4 separate regions of the Mus musculus genome follow, and all the other regions are linked to region 2. Evidence: chromatin contacts called from public Hi-C, HiCAR-type and promoter capture Hi-C data. All regions are on one chromosome and are shown on one strand. The core of a region is the stretch at or near the end of the contact, and the rest is flanking DNA. Distances in the headings are between cores, read along the strand shown. Region 1 holds the start of Ago4 (argonaute RISC catalytic subunit 4). Region 2 holds the start of Zmym6 (zinc finger, MYM-type 6). Region 3 holds the start of Trappc3 (trafficking protein particle complex 3). Region 4 holds the start of Ago3 (argonaute RISC catalytic subunit 3).

Region 1 (2,979 bases), core at 428-2,927, 540 kb after region 2:
TTTCTTTCTTTCTTCCTTCCTTTCTTTCTCTCTCTCTCTCTCTTTCTTTCTTTCTTTCTTTCTCTGTGTGTGTGTGTATGTATGTGTGTGGATTTGTATGTGTGTGTGCATACATGTGTATGTGTATGTGCAGGTATGTGATGTGTGTGTGGTGTATGCATGTGCATGTGTAAGTGTGTGGTGTGTATTTATGTGTGTATGTGGTATGTATATATCTGTGTGTGTATCTGTGTGTGTATGTATGTGTATGTACTGTATGTGTGTGTATGTACAGTGAGCTCCAGTGATCTGCCTGTCTTTGTCTCCTCTGTCTCACTCTGCAGTCCTGGCTGTCCTAGAAGTCACTACATAAGTAAACCGAATTGGCTCTGAACTGCCTCAGTCTCCCTAGTGCTGAGATTAAAGGCTACACTGGGCTGGAGTCTCTTAAAACATGGATTGCCTTAAATTCTTTGGTAGCAAAGGCTGGCCTTGAACTCTCCAACTTCCTACTCAGGCTGTCAATGTTATAAAGTACCTTTACCCACTGAGCCATCTTCCTTATAAGAAAAAGAAGTTGGGGGCTGTAGAGATGGCTTTAGTGGTTAAGGGTACCTCATACTCTTGCAGAGGCCCCAGGTTTGATTCTCAGCCCCTACACAGCTTACATTATCTGTAATCCTGTTTCGAGGGGATTCGATTTGGTCTTCTGGTCTCCGGAGGCACCAGGCACAAACACATGCATGCAGGCAAAAAATACTCATACACATAAATTAATTAAAACCAACCAAACAAAAAGGAGCGGTTTGAATAGAAGTTACCATGGGAAGACCGTGTGATAGCACAAGAAGATAGATTTCTACAACCGAAGGAGAAAAATCACACCCCCTGCCCCAACTCGCCTTGATTTTATTAGACTGTCGGTGTGCAAAACTGAGAGAAAACGCATTTCTATTGCACTAAGCTGAGGTACCCAATGGTGGGCCCCAGCAAACTAGAATGAGAGTGTTGTGCCTTTTTAACTAATAGACTGCCGTTGCCCGTTTAGTTGACCAGACAGCCTATGGTCCTGTCTTAACTGGAAGTCCTGAATGGAAACTTTAAGGACACTTGACTCGCTGAGCTACCTGCTGCCTTGGTGACATGTTGACCAGTCTTGGGACCCAGAACAGAACCTGCTTTCCCTGCACAGGGAAGGAAGGTGACTGGATATGTGGTGTCCGGGGTGAGGGTGGGGGTGGAGTAGGAGGAATGACTGAAGGTGACTGAAGGACCGATTGTGCCTGAAGTGTCCAGGGGTCATCTCTGGTGGTGGTGGAGCGATGGAGGACAGGTTCCTAAGGTGAGTCTCAGGACGAAGTGGAGGGCTGCTGCCTGTGGGTCATCAAGGACTGGAATCCAGCTCTTTCGATGGCGACTTGGAGGAAGGTTGCCAGAATGGGGACCGGCGGAGCGGCGTGCGGGACCGCAGGCGAGCGGGCCCGCTGGTGGAAGGGCGGGCGGGCGCGCGCCTGACGCGTCCTCTGGGCTCGGCCCCCCGGGCGCGCGCCCGTCCCTGCCGCACCCCGCCCCCTGCCTCGGTCAGGCTCGCTGGACCCCGCGCGTGCGGGGCCGCGCACGCCCCCTTCGCTAGCCGGGACCCGGGACCGCAGGCGCCTGGCGCCCCCGCCCCGCCCGGCGGGCGCGCGCCGCCTCCCGCTCCCGTTCCAGCTGGCGGCGGCGGCGGCAGCGGCCGGGATTGTTTTTGTTGTCGCTGAGGCCGGAAGAGCCGTGACAGAGTCGGGTCCCTGTCCCCGGACTGGGCGCCGCCGCCGCCCCCTGCCCGCCCCCGGCCCGCGTCTTCGCGGCGCCGCTTCAGCGCCAATATTCCAGAGAGCAAGCGTTACGCGGCTCCGGCGGGGCCCGGAGCGGGAGGCGCTGGGGACCGGAGCGAGGCGGCCCCCGTCGCCGCCATGGAGGCGCTGGGACCCGGTGAGGAGCGCGCTCGGACCAGGGTCAGACCTGGGGCTCGGGAGGGCAGACAGACCGGCGGAAGGGACTGTCGCTGCCCGACCGCCGCTCGCGGACCCGGCTGCCGGCTGCCAGGCCCCGGGAAGGAAGGGGTCCCATGCCCTCGTCCCTGGGGGGCGGGGACCACGCCCCAGCTGAAGACTCTAGGTCTATTCGGGACCCGTCTAAGGGAGGGAGGCTCAAGAGGTGACCCGAGTTCCCCGGGGTAGGGCAGACCTGTTCGGACCTTAGATCTCTGTCCACGGTCGCCGCGAGGCTAGTTGGGGCCTCAAATGGGACCGTGTGTCTGGGGCACGCCGAGGCCCGGCCCAAACCTGGAAGGCCTTCTACCTTCTGTCAAGGGTTTTCTTGGTGTGGGGCAGAATCCCTGTTTTCTTTTGCACTGGCATCTGGTTCCTCAGATGAGGAGGAGAGACCCACTCACTCATGTCCCTGAAAGCCAAAGGGAGAAATGTCCGTTCTTTTTCCAAAACTCTGAAGTTTGGTATCTGTCAGTTTGTCAGTCCCAGAGTGCTCTGGAATGACAATCCAATACTCTCCAGCAAGGGCATCAATGCCCTGCCTTCCCTTTTAATTGGGTTATCAGAGGCTGTTAAAATCAAACGAAAAAGTGTTTTTGAAACTGTGATTCTTTGCTGGTTATGGGTGGCCCCTGGTTCTCTCGCTCTCTGCTCCAACCCAAGGAAGCTTTCCAAACTCTCACGAATACTCTTCGTTTGGAGCCTTGTGCTCCTGTCTCAAGCCCTACAACAGGTTGCTAATGGCTTGGCTAAGTAGGGCAAGGTTTAGGGGCAGTGATGGAATTAGTTTTCATATTCAAACCTTGTCTACATAGTAGACTTAGTTGTATGTTTTTAAAATTCATAGAAAATTAGGTTTATTGTTTGCATTTGGAAATTTTGCAGGTTTGTTAACTTGGAACATATTTACATAACTGAGCGATTAAATCCTATCTTTATTTGCTGCTTAAGGTTTTCTTAAAAAGCCCAC
Region 2 (2,961 bases), core at 133-2,632:
TGCGCACTCACAGCACTGGGAATATACTCTACTACTTAATCGTATATCCCCCAGCCTCCATAGGACTCACCTAACGCATGAAAAAAATTAATCAGTTGGGTTGTATCAACGTATAAACCAGCAACCATTGAGTACCATTCATTTCCAATTCTCCGGAATAATACCAATTCTAACGCTAATAATTTTTAGTATTTTGAAAGTCAAAAGAAAATGCTTACATGAGCATCATCAGGTTCTTCTTTAATTCTGTCCAGAAGCCCTTGTTGTGCCATTGCTTTGTCACATCCACCATCCAAAGGTTCTTTCATTCTAAGTGCTTATGCCGAGTTCTTATCCCATCTAAAACTAAGATGACGCCTAAAACATAATATAAAGGATTGGTACTTGGGTTTTGTTTTCCTTCATACTAACATGTTAATAGCTTCAGGATCGAGCATTTGAGCAACACCCTTCTGGGACTAGGACTAACTGTTCTTTTTGCTCCTGGATTAGCTACCTTCCAATGAGAAAAGTCTTAGACAAGCACTATGGTCTTCACTATATTGGAGGTTGTTGCGATACAGACTGGCTGAACACGCCACAGGAGGACCCTAGCAAGTGGACAGCTGGACTCAGTACTTAATTTCTGATTGTGTGGACACTGACATGTGACTCATGTCTGCTCCAAGTGAGGCCTCACCTTTGCCTCTACCTCAGCCTGCACTAACAATAAGAACCGATTTCTCATCCTAAAGCCACTTCAGAGCCTCAGACGTCATCACAACTAGAACGCTAGGTTCCCATTTAGAGGTGGGCCAACTGGTCATTCTGGAGGCAACTCCCCCTAACGTCTTCCTATAAACCAGTGATTCTCAACATTCATAAACTCGGTTAATGTGGCGACCCCCAACTATAAAATTATTTCGTGGCTCCGTCATAACTGTAATTTTGCTAATTGCGAATTGTAATGTAAATATTTGATATGCGACCCTGTGAGGGTTGAGAATGGCTGCTAGAAACCCCTGTCTGGGCTCTCTTCAGATTCCCAAACGGTAGTACAAATGTAAGCCAAGCTATAAAGGAAACCCTCGCAAAAGGCCTGTCATCAATTCCAGCCAGCCATAGAAACAACAGGTTTTTTAAAACCCTGTTGCGAAGCCGGGTCGAGAACTTTCCACCACTTGCCACAGTTGTAACACTCTACAGGCGCGTATCCCTCCTCTGAATGTCGCAAGCTCTCCGGCGTTCCCGTTCGCAACCAGAATTCCCCAGCCTGTCCCCCAAAGGCCAGAGGAGGAACTCAGTCTCCAACGGAGCGCGCGAGCCGCCAACTGCAGCGAGCCTGAGGATGCTACGGCACCACCGCGGCGCAGCCCGCCGCCGGTCACGTGATGAGCTGCCACTCCGCCCCCGCCAGAAGGGGACGGTCCTGTCACGTGAGGTTACCCAGAACTTCCTGCGGCGCCTAGTCACGTGGAGGGCCACGCCCCGTTTGGGCACGTGGTACGTTGCCCCCTCACAAGCCCACAGGCCTGAGCGGCTTTCTCTAGCCCGGTAGGACACCCGCCTCCAATGAGACGCCAGTCGGAGAATGCACAAAAGCATTCAAGGTCTCAGGTGGGGACCATGACAAATTACTTTACTGGAATCGCCTGAGGAATGGCAACGCAACGCCTTGACAACTGCGCGTGCGCACTCCTATTTATGCGCTAGACCTGAGGTAATTGGACGTTCCCGGCCTTCATTCCCGCCCTCTATTCCCATCATGCCCTAGACCTAGCCGTCCCAGCATTCTCACTTCCGATATGATTGACTTCTTAAAGAGACAGGGCTGTGGAAAAAAAAAACTGGAGGGCTGTAGAGTTGGCCCAGTGGTTAAGAGCACTGACTGCTCTTCCAGAGGTCCTGAGTTCAATTCCCAGCAACCACATGGTGGCTCACAACCATCTGTAATGGAATCCAATACCCTCATCTGGTGTGTCTAAAGACAGCTACAGTGTACTCATATACATAAAATAAATAAAATCTTTAAAAAAAGAAAAGAAAAAGCTGGAAGGAGAAATGGAGGAATGTCAAAGCTCAGAAGTGTTAGATGGAGCTGTATATGCCCTTCTCCATTTTTTAATGTGCATCACAGTTGAGGAACATAGGAGAAAGATGACTAGCGCTCAACCATCTTTCTCTTTTTTGGCCTATAGTCAGGACAAAGTCTCATAGCTCAATAAACCAAGAAAATCCCTCACAGACAAACTCAGATACCTGTCCCCAAGTTGATTCTAAATCCCATCAATTTAATAAGATTAATCATCACATGTGAACCTGAACCCCACTGGAGCTGGACTCCAGCACTTAAGGGGCAAAGATCTAAAATGAGAGAAGGCTGAGCACGAAAGATACTAAAGGGCATGGGAACAGGAGGATTCTGATTTGAGGAGAAGGGTCAACCAAAACAAAATTGTGTGAAAACACCAGAGGAAATCTACCCATACATGGTATTATAAATTATAATCAAATATTAGAGACAGTACACATAGTTTCTATTTAAAATGTATGTTTTTGTTTTCTATTATTTGATAATTTTATGCATGCATATGTGCTTTGATCAAATCCCTTCCCCTGTCCCCTGCCATTCACTCTGCCTTTTCAAACCCACTTGGTCCACTTAGTGATGTCTGCATGTGCATGGGCTTATCTTCTGCAGCATGGGTGTCATCTCATGTCCCATATCCCTGAAGAAAATGGACTAAATATCAAAGCGTTATTGCCGGGCATGGTGGTGCAAGCCTTTAATCCCAGCACTTGGGAGGCAGAGGCAGGCAAATTTCTGAGTTCGAGGCCAGCCTGGTCTACAGAATGAGTTCCAGGTCAGCCAGGGCTACACAGAGAAACCCTGCCTTGAAAAACCAAGTATATATATATATATGTGTGTGTGTGTGTGTGTGTGTGTGTGTGTGTATAATGTTACTAAATTCATGTTTTAAA
Region 3 (2,820 bases), core at 303-2,802, 810 kb after region 2:
TATAAAGAACCAGCCTAGGGACTTGGAGATTTAGGTCAGTGGTAGAGCGCTTGCCTAGCAAGCACAAGGCTCTGGGTTAGAGTCTCAGCTCTGGGGGTGGGGTGGGGTGGGGTGGGGAAGAACCAGCCTGGAATAACAGGGATTCCACCTGTGCTGGCTGTTCCTGGTATAAGACACAAAGTCTAATCATACTGAATCATACTGTCCAGAGTGGAGTACATAGGTTTCCAGATCTAGTCAGCAGGCAGGCAACCTCGGATTGGTCCCGCTGTTTTTTGAAGTCTGAATTCAGAGTATCCTGCATATGCATCCTACCACTGAGTTACCTCCCAAACCTGATGTGAGCCCCACACCCCACGTCCCCAACACTCTGTGTGTTAAAAATAGTTTCAAGTAGTAGCTTCAAGTAGCCTACGCTGGCCTCCATCTTATCTCGGGCTAAGGACAACCCTGAATTCCTGACCCTTTTTCTCTACCATCCGAGGGCTGGGATTACAGGCATGCATGAGCAAGCTTAGTTTACGTGGTGCTGGGAATTCAACTCAGGGCCTTGTGCATGCTAAGCAGACACTCTACCAACTGGAGCTACAGTTCCGCTCCCAGATGTTCAGTTTGAAACTCCAAAGCAAAGGCACAGCATGGGCAGTTCTGCAAAAGAATACACTAAAAACAAACAAACAAACAAACAAAAAACACTTGACAAGAAAGCCTCTTTCCTTGGGATTCGGAGAAAATTGATATCCACCTGACTCTCCAGACCCAGTCCAGCCCAGCCCAGCCTTTTGGGATTATATCCTGTCCCACTACTCCCAGGTTAGGGAAGGAACCACAGTTATCCTCTCAACCATTACAGGGGCCACTGAATACTTAGGCCGGCTCACTCCTTAATGTTAGATGGCAAGTCCCCTTCTGACAAGACCACTGTCTAAGTCTCACAATGCCTAAAGCATAGTGAAAAGCTGAAATATTCACTGTAGAAATGGAGGGGCATGGGTTTAAATCCTAACTCTTCCGAAGTGTAAATCTGGATGTCCCATAAACTTCACTGAGCTGTAAAACGCCATAACATTATCCACCTAGAAGAGGTTACCTTGTGATAATGACATAATGGAAGCAATAGCCTAGCACCAAACGCACAGTAAGAGATCAGTAAATGGTTGGTACTGTTATTGATTACCGTCGCTGTTGTTGGTTTAGCACTCGACCCCGAGAGACCTGGGTGTAGCGGGCGGAGGGGCAACTCAGGGGTCCCCCCAAGCTGCCCCAGCGCCGGACGCCTAGGGAATGACCCACACTGGGACTTCCCCATCCCACAGCTCACAGCAGGACTCATTTGACAATCACTTGGAGCGCCAGCACCAGGCCCCTTCCCAGGAAGCTTCGATTCCGCCCGGCCCGCCGGGTCACGCGCTCAGTTACCATTTTCTTGCTCTCCGTGCCACGGTTCGCCTGCCTCGACATGGTGCCCACCGTTCAGTGCCGCCTCACCTCACCTCCTCACAACCCAGATCCCAGACCCCGGGAGTCGCCGATTCAACCCAGCCGCGGCCCCTCAGCGTCTAGGACTGACCGGCCCCTCCTCACTGCGCCTGCGCGGTGTGGCGCAGAGGACCCCGGGACTTGTGGTTCGGCTGACCAAAGTCAGACTACAGCATCCGGCAGTTCTACCCGGAAGTCCCACCCGTGATTCAGCTCGAGCTGCAGCTCCGGAATGCTACCAGCGCCCGGGTGGCTGCACCATTATGGCCGCTAGGTGGCATCCGCACCTTGTGGTAGTCCTACATTGTCCACAGAGTGTCCTTATTTTCCTCCCCCACGACTGGCACTGTGATGTTCTGCAAATTCTTCTCTCTCCCAGACTGGTCTTGGAAAGTCCCTATTTCGAACTGTTTTCTGTTGCTGCAGATCAGCTCCAGAAGCGCCCAGGATGTCCTGAAAAACTAGCGATGGCTCACACAGAGGTCTAAAGTTCATTATAAAAAGTTTGCATGACCACATATTCTATGTCAGGATAGTTAACGGCTTTCTCTTTCAACTGCCATCTGTTCCCAAACCCCAAACACAGCCAAGCCCTGCATCCTTACACTTGTGGCCTTTTTAACAAATCCAAATCACTTACCGTCCCTTCTCTAGAACAGCTACCCTGCCTAGTTCCCAGAAAAACCAAGATGCCGGCTGTGGTGGCACTCAGTGCCGAGTTCTAATCCCAGGCTTGCCATCTGAGGCCAGATGCTGAAGTTCTTTCAGTTGCTGTAAATATTAATGAGACATGAGCACAGATCGTGGGCACAGAAAAGGCACAGAGGAAATGTGATTCCCTTCGAGCTACACTATCAAGACAGTCCAACAGATCCAAACACAGCCCAACAATCGTTGAGGAATGTGCTAGCTGACCAAACCCTTCTTACCCTTCACAGAGGCAAAGCCCTGTCATCACTGACCACAGCCCTTTGGATTTGGCTCCGGCCGTCTCTCCTTAGTGGTCAGCCCTGTGGGCACTGTGCTTGGAATTCAGGTCTCCTCGCTTCAGCCTGCTTGTCTGTCTCTGCAGCAACTATATACTGTTGTGTACCACCCGGCCTTCACCATGACAACTGCTCTGTCCAGATACTGAGCCAGCTAGGCTAGGAGAAGGCTGGAGGGGGGCAAGGGTTTCTCCCAGTCTTTCCCTGAGGTTATAGGACCAATCATTATTATAGCCTTCTCCCTGTAGTACAGACATTCCGGGGCCTCCCTAGAGGCAGAGATCCCTGACTCTCCATCCTGTGGCACGACCTCAGGAGGCTGCATGAGGGTCTCTAGAAGGGAGCAGAAGAAGAA
Region 4 (2,707 bases), core at 95-2,594, 650 kb after region 2:
CACACACATTTGAAAACAAATAAAAGCATGCTGTTTGTCACCACACCATGTTTTTCTGGAAGCTAGTTGAGCTTGCATTCATTCAAAGAACTAGTTCCAGAATCAAGAGATTGGGGGTAGGATAGGTCCTTCCACAAGTCTGAGATTTAGTTCTTATGGCTTAGGTCAATATGGATTGTATATAATCAGAGCTTGAACATGACTTTTAAGATGTGCTCATTCATCTGAGGATGTGATATTTTAAAAGTGATAAGAGTATTTCTTTTCAGTCAACAGGAAGAGAGGCAGAATTGGTGTGCTAGATGTGGCTTGGAGTCACTTCCATGTATTAAATGTTTATTATGTAGTCAGCATATTTATTAAGTACCTCAAAATTGTAACTATTGTAAATATTTTTGTTACTAACATTTGGGAGGTTTTTGTTTTTTGTTTTCCTTTCAGTTTTTCTGATGAGGAAACTAAAGTCCAAAGATAAAGTGACTAATCCAAAAACCCAAAACGGGGAGGGAAGGGATCGTGAAAATAAAATCTTTCTCAATTCTCTTTTTTAAAAAAGAAATATATGTCAAAACATTACTGGTTCATTGGGACACGGGGAAAAATACTGAATCATTGCTAAGCTTGCATGAAGTATCTGGTTTCACGAAGCCAAGTATTTTTAAAAGACGGACTATTTGCCGGATAATGAGCTGGGTCTAGTCTCCCAAAGGTTCCAAGTCAGCAGAAAAGCACCAGACTGGATCGGATCGGGGAAACTGGAGGCTGACCAATTTAGCTGTAAAAGTCTCGAGTCCCAAGGAAGAGAAGGTTTAGCAGGTGTTTAAACACCGGAAGGTCGTTTAGGTTCCTCAACGTATTGGGAGACTGTTTAAACATAAACGTAATTCCATCTGGTATACATGGAACATCCCGTTTCTTGTTCATCCGTTTAAAAACTATATTGAACTTGTGGTCACCGCCTAGTGCACGTGCTCCAAGCGGGTGTGGCAGACGGAGCTGGGAGGGAGGATGCCCTTGGCTGGTCACCCGCCACTCTCAGGTAGGATGTACCTCAGGTAAGCTCCGCGGGCAGGCAGCGATGTCGCCTCAAGCAGCGGTCCTCACCCGGGAGGCTGGCACGGGGAAAGCTGGCCTCTCGCTCGGGATTGTCGCCGTCAGGCACAGCGGGTGCAGGGCGACCGCCCATCCGCGGCTCCGCCCCAGCCAGGCACCGGCTCACCCGCCCACAGATCCCCAGACCTTGTTGCTCCCGCAAGGCTCTGGCTCCAGGCGAGCTGCCGACCCGGAGGGAGAGCGGGGCGGGATCCGGAGAGCGGAAGTGACGCGAGCGGGCTTCCGGGGGCGACCGGGAAAAGCGAGCGGCTGCGGCGGCGGGGCGGCTGGCGGGTCGGGAAGCTGCACGCGTCAGCATCTGTGGGCGACGCAAGTTCCGGACCTGGTTCCAGCGTCCTCACTCAGGACTGTCGCCGCTCTTACCTCGCTGCAGGCTGTCTGTCTCTCCCGACTGTGCCTCTTGTGCCCGGAGCTTTCCGAGGGCGTCCGCTCCTCGCCTCTGTGGTGGCACCCTTCTCTCGTGAAGCACTCCCCCCAGCTCCATGAATGGAAATCGGCTCCGCAGGTGAGGCGAGCTGCGGGACAGGGCAGGTGGGGTCGTTACCCCGATGTTGTCCCCTGAGCATCCTTGTTCCTTCCACTTCAGGTGCTGTCAGCGCACATAGTGAGGGAGTTGCGGGCTTTCAGGCCCGATGCGGGTGTCCTCTCCACAGCCCAGGGACCTACACTCTTGGGGTCATTGAGTTGGCGAAACTACAAGGAGGGCTTAAGTTTGGAGTTCTGTAGGTGATGACATCCCCCTAGAGTGCTTTCCCCTGAGAATGGAGAGAAGTTTGCCCTTGCTTTTGGAATTCTTGTTGGAAATATAAAGGGCGCGCTTGTCCTTTAACCGGGTCGTGTGTCCCATGGATGCAGAACAAGTCAGGCATAACCCTTATCTACCTATTAGTGTAGTTTGAGGATACTCTGAGATAATCAATGATTACGTTTCTAATTGGTGCTCGGGCGACGTCAGATGCAAGATGGCATTGCTCCCACCCCTGGTTCTCAGTGTCTGAGTGTGTAGTTTCTGAGGAGCTCGGAGATGTCCTGTCGCTCTGGACCACTGCTTACTAGAAGGCAGAGCTTCAGGATGCTGACACTATTTCCCCTCTATTTTCTATTCCCTGCACAGGAAATCTGGAATTTAGGATTTGTCTCTTGAGGAAAAAAAAAAAAAAAAAAAAAAGAGGTCTTGAGAAAGGAAGCCGGCCTGGATAGTGCTTGTCTTTAAAAAGGAAAAAGTAGTCAGCGATTCTAAAGTAGTTGATAGAGTAACATGAAATAGGTGTTACATAACGGCCTGCTGGCCCAGCAGTCACCCTGTTCTCCAGTTTGAAAGTTCTCTCCATCCACAAGATCAGTAATATATTGTTTTCATATATTTGGGGGATTGCCTTGTTATTATGTCCTAGCAAGTCACTGAATTTCATATCTCATCTTGCCAATTTGAAAGGTCCCCAAATATAAGAGAAAAAAAAAAACCCAAAACTAAAACTAGCAACATAGAAGGCCTTCAAATCAGTTCAGGGCATAATTGTCGAAGGGATACAAAAAGGCATTTCCTTTATTATGTGGAATTTCTTTCTACTCAGTGTCTACCATTTTTTCCCTT

Evidence for each region. Promoter capture Hi-C pulls out the DNA fragments that hold promoters and counts their contacts. A called contact is a pair of places that touch in the nucleus more often than the background predicts. HiCAR-type assays count read pairs that join an accessible place to other places.
Region 1: a contact with region 2 is called in a promoter capture Hi-C map of hippocampal neurons, with 2.1 times the contacts expected there. The contact joins the promoter of Ago4 here to the promoter of Zmym6 in region 2. A contact is called at or near these places in 6 of 39 promoter capture datasets (the C10 cell line, cranial neural crest, hippocampal neurons and 2 more) and 2 of 9 other capture datasets (adipose tissue and liver).
Region 3: a Hi-C map of B cells shows a contact between it and region 2, with 10 read pairs. The contact joins the promoter of Trappc3 here to the promoter of Zmym6 in region 2. A contact is called at or near these places in 1 of 39 promoter capture datasets (liver) and 1 of 484 Hi-C or Micro-C datasets (B cells).
Region 4: a HiCAR-type map of astrocytes shows a contact between it and region 2, with 2.7 times the contacts expected there. The contact joins the promoter of Ago3 here to the promoter of Zmym6 in region 2. A contact is called at or near these places in 2 of 39 promoter capture datasets (both in liver), 2 of 115 datasets of contacts at active chromatin or transcription factors (astrocytes and pancreatic cancer cells) and 1 of 9 other capture datasets (liver).

Annotation. Positions count from the first base shown.
Region 1 is chr4:126,532,156-126,535,134 of GRCm38.p6, reverse strand. Ago4 (argonaute RISC catalytic subunit 4) reads left to right here and starts at 1,677. Exons shown (of 18, transcript NM_153177.3): 1 at 1,677-1,950. The coding sequence starts at 1,932.
Region 2 is chr4:127,075,804-127,078,764 of GRCm38.p6, reverse strand. Zmym6 (zinc finger, MYM-type 6) reads right to left here and starts at 1,382. Exons shown (of 14, transcript NM_001285885.1): 1 at 219-1,382. The coding sequence starts at 308.
Region 3 is chr4:126,261,137-126,263,956 of GRCm38.p6, reverse strand. It overlaps Trappc3 (trafficking protein particle complex 3), which reads right to left and starts at 1,552. Exons shown (of 5, transcript NM_013718.2): 1 at 1,420-1,552. The coding sequence starts at 1,461.
Region 4 is chr4:126,428,179-126,430,885 of GRCm38.p6, reverse strand. It overlaps Ago3 (argonaute RISC catalytic subunit 3), which reads left to right and starts at 1,344. Exons shown (of 19, transcript NM_153402.2): 1 at 1,344-1,618. The coding sequence starts at 1,600.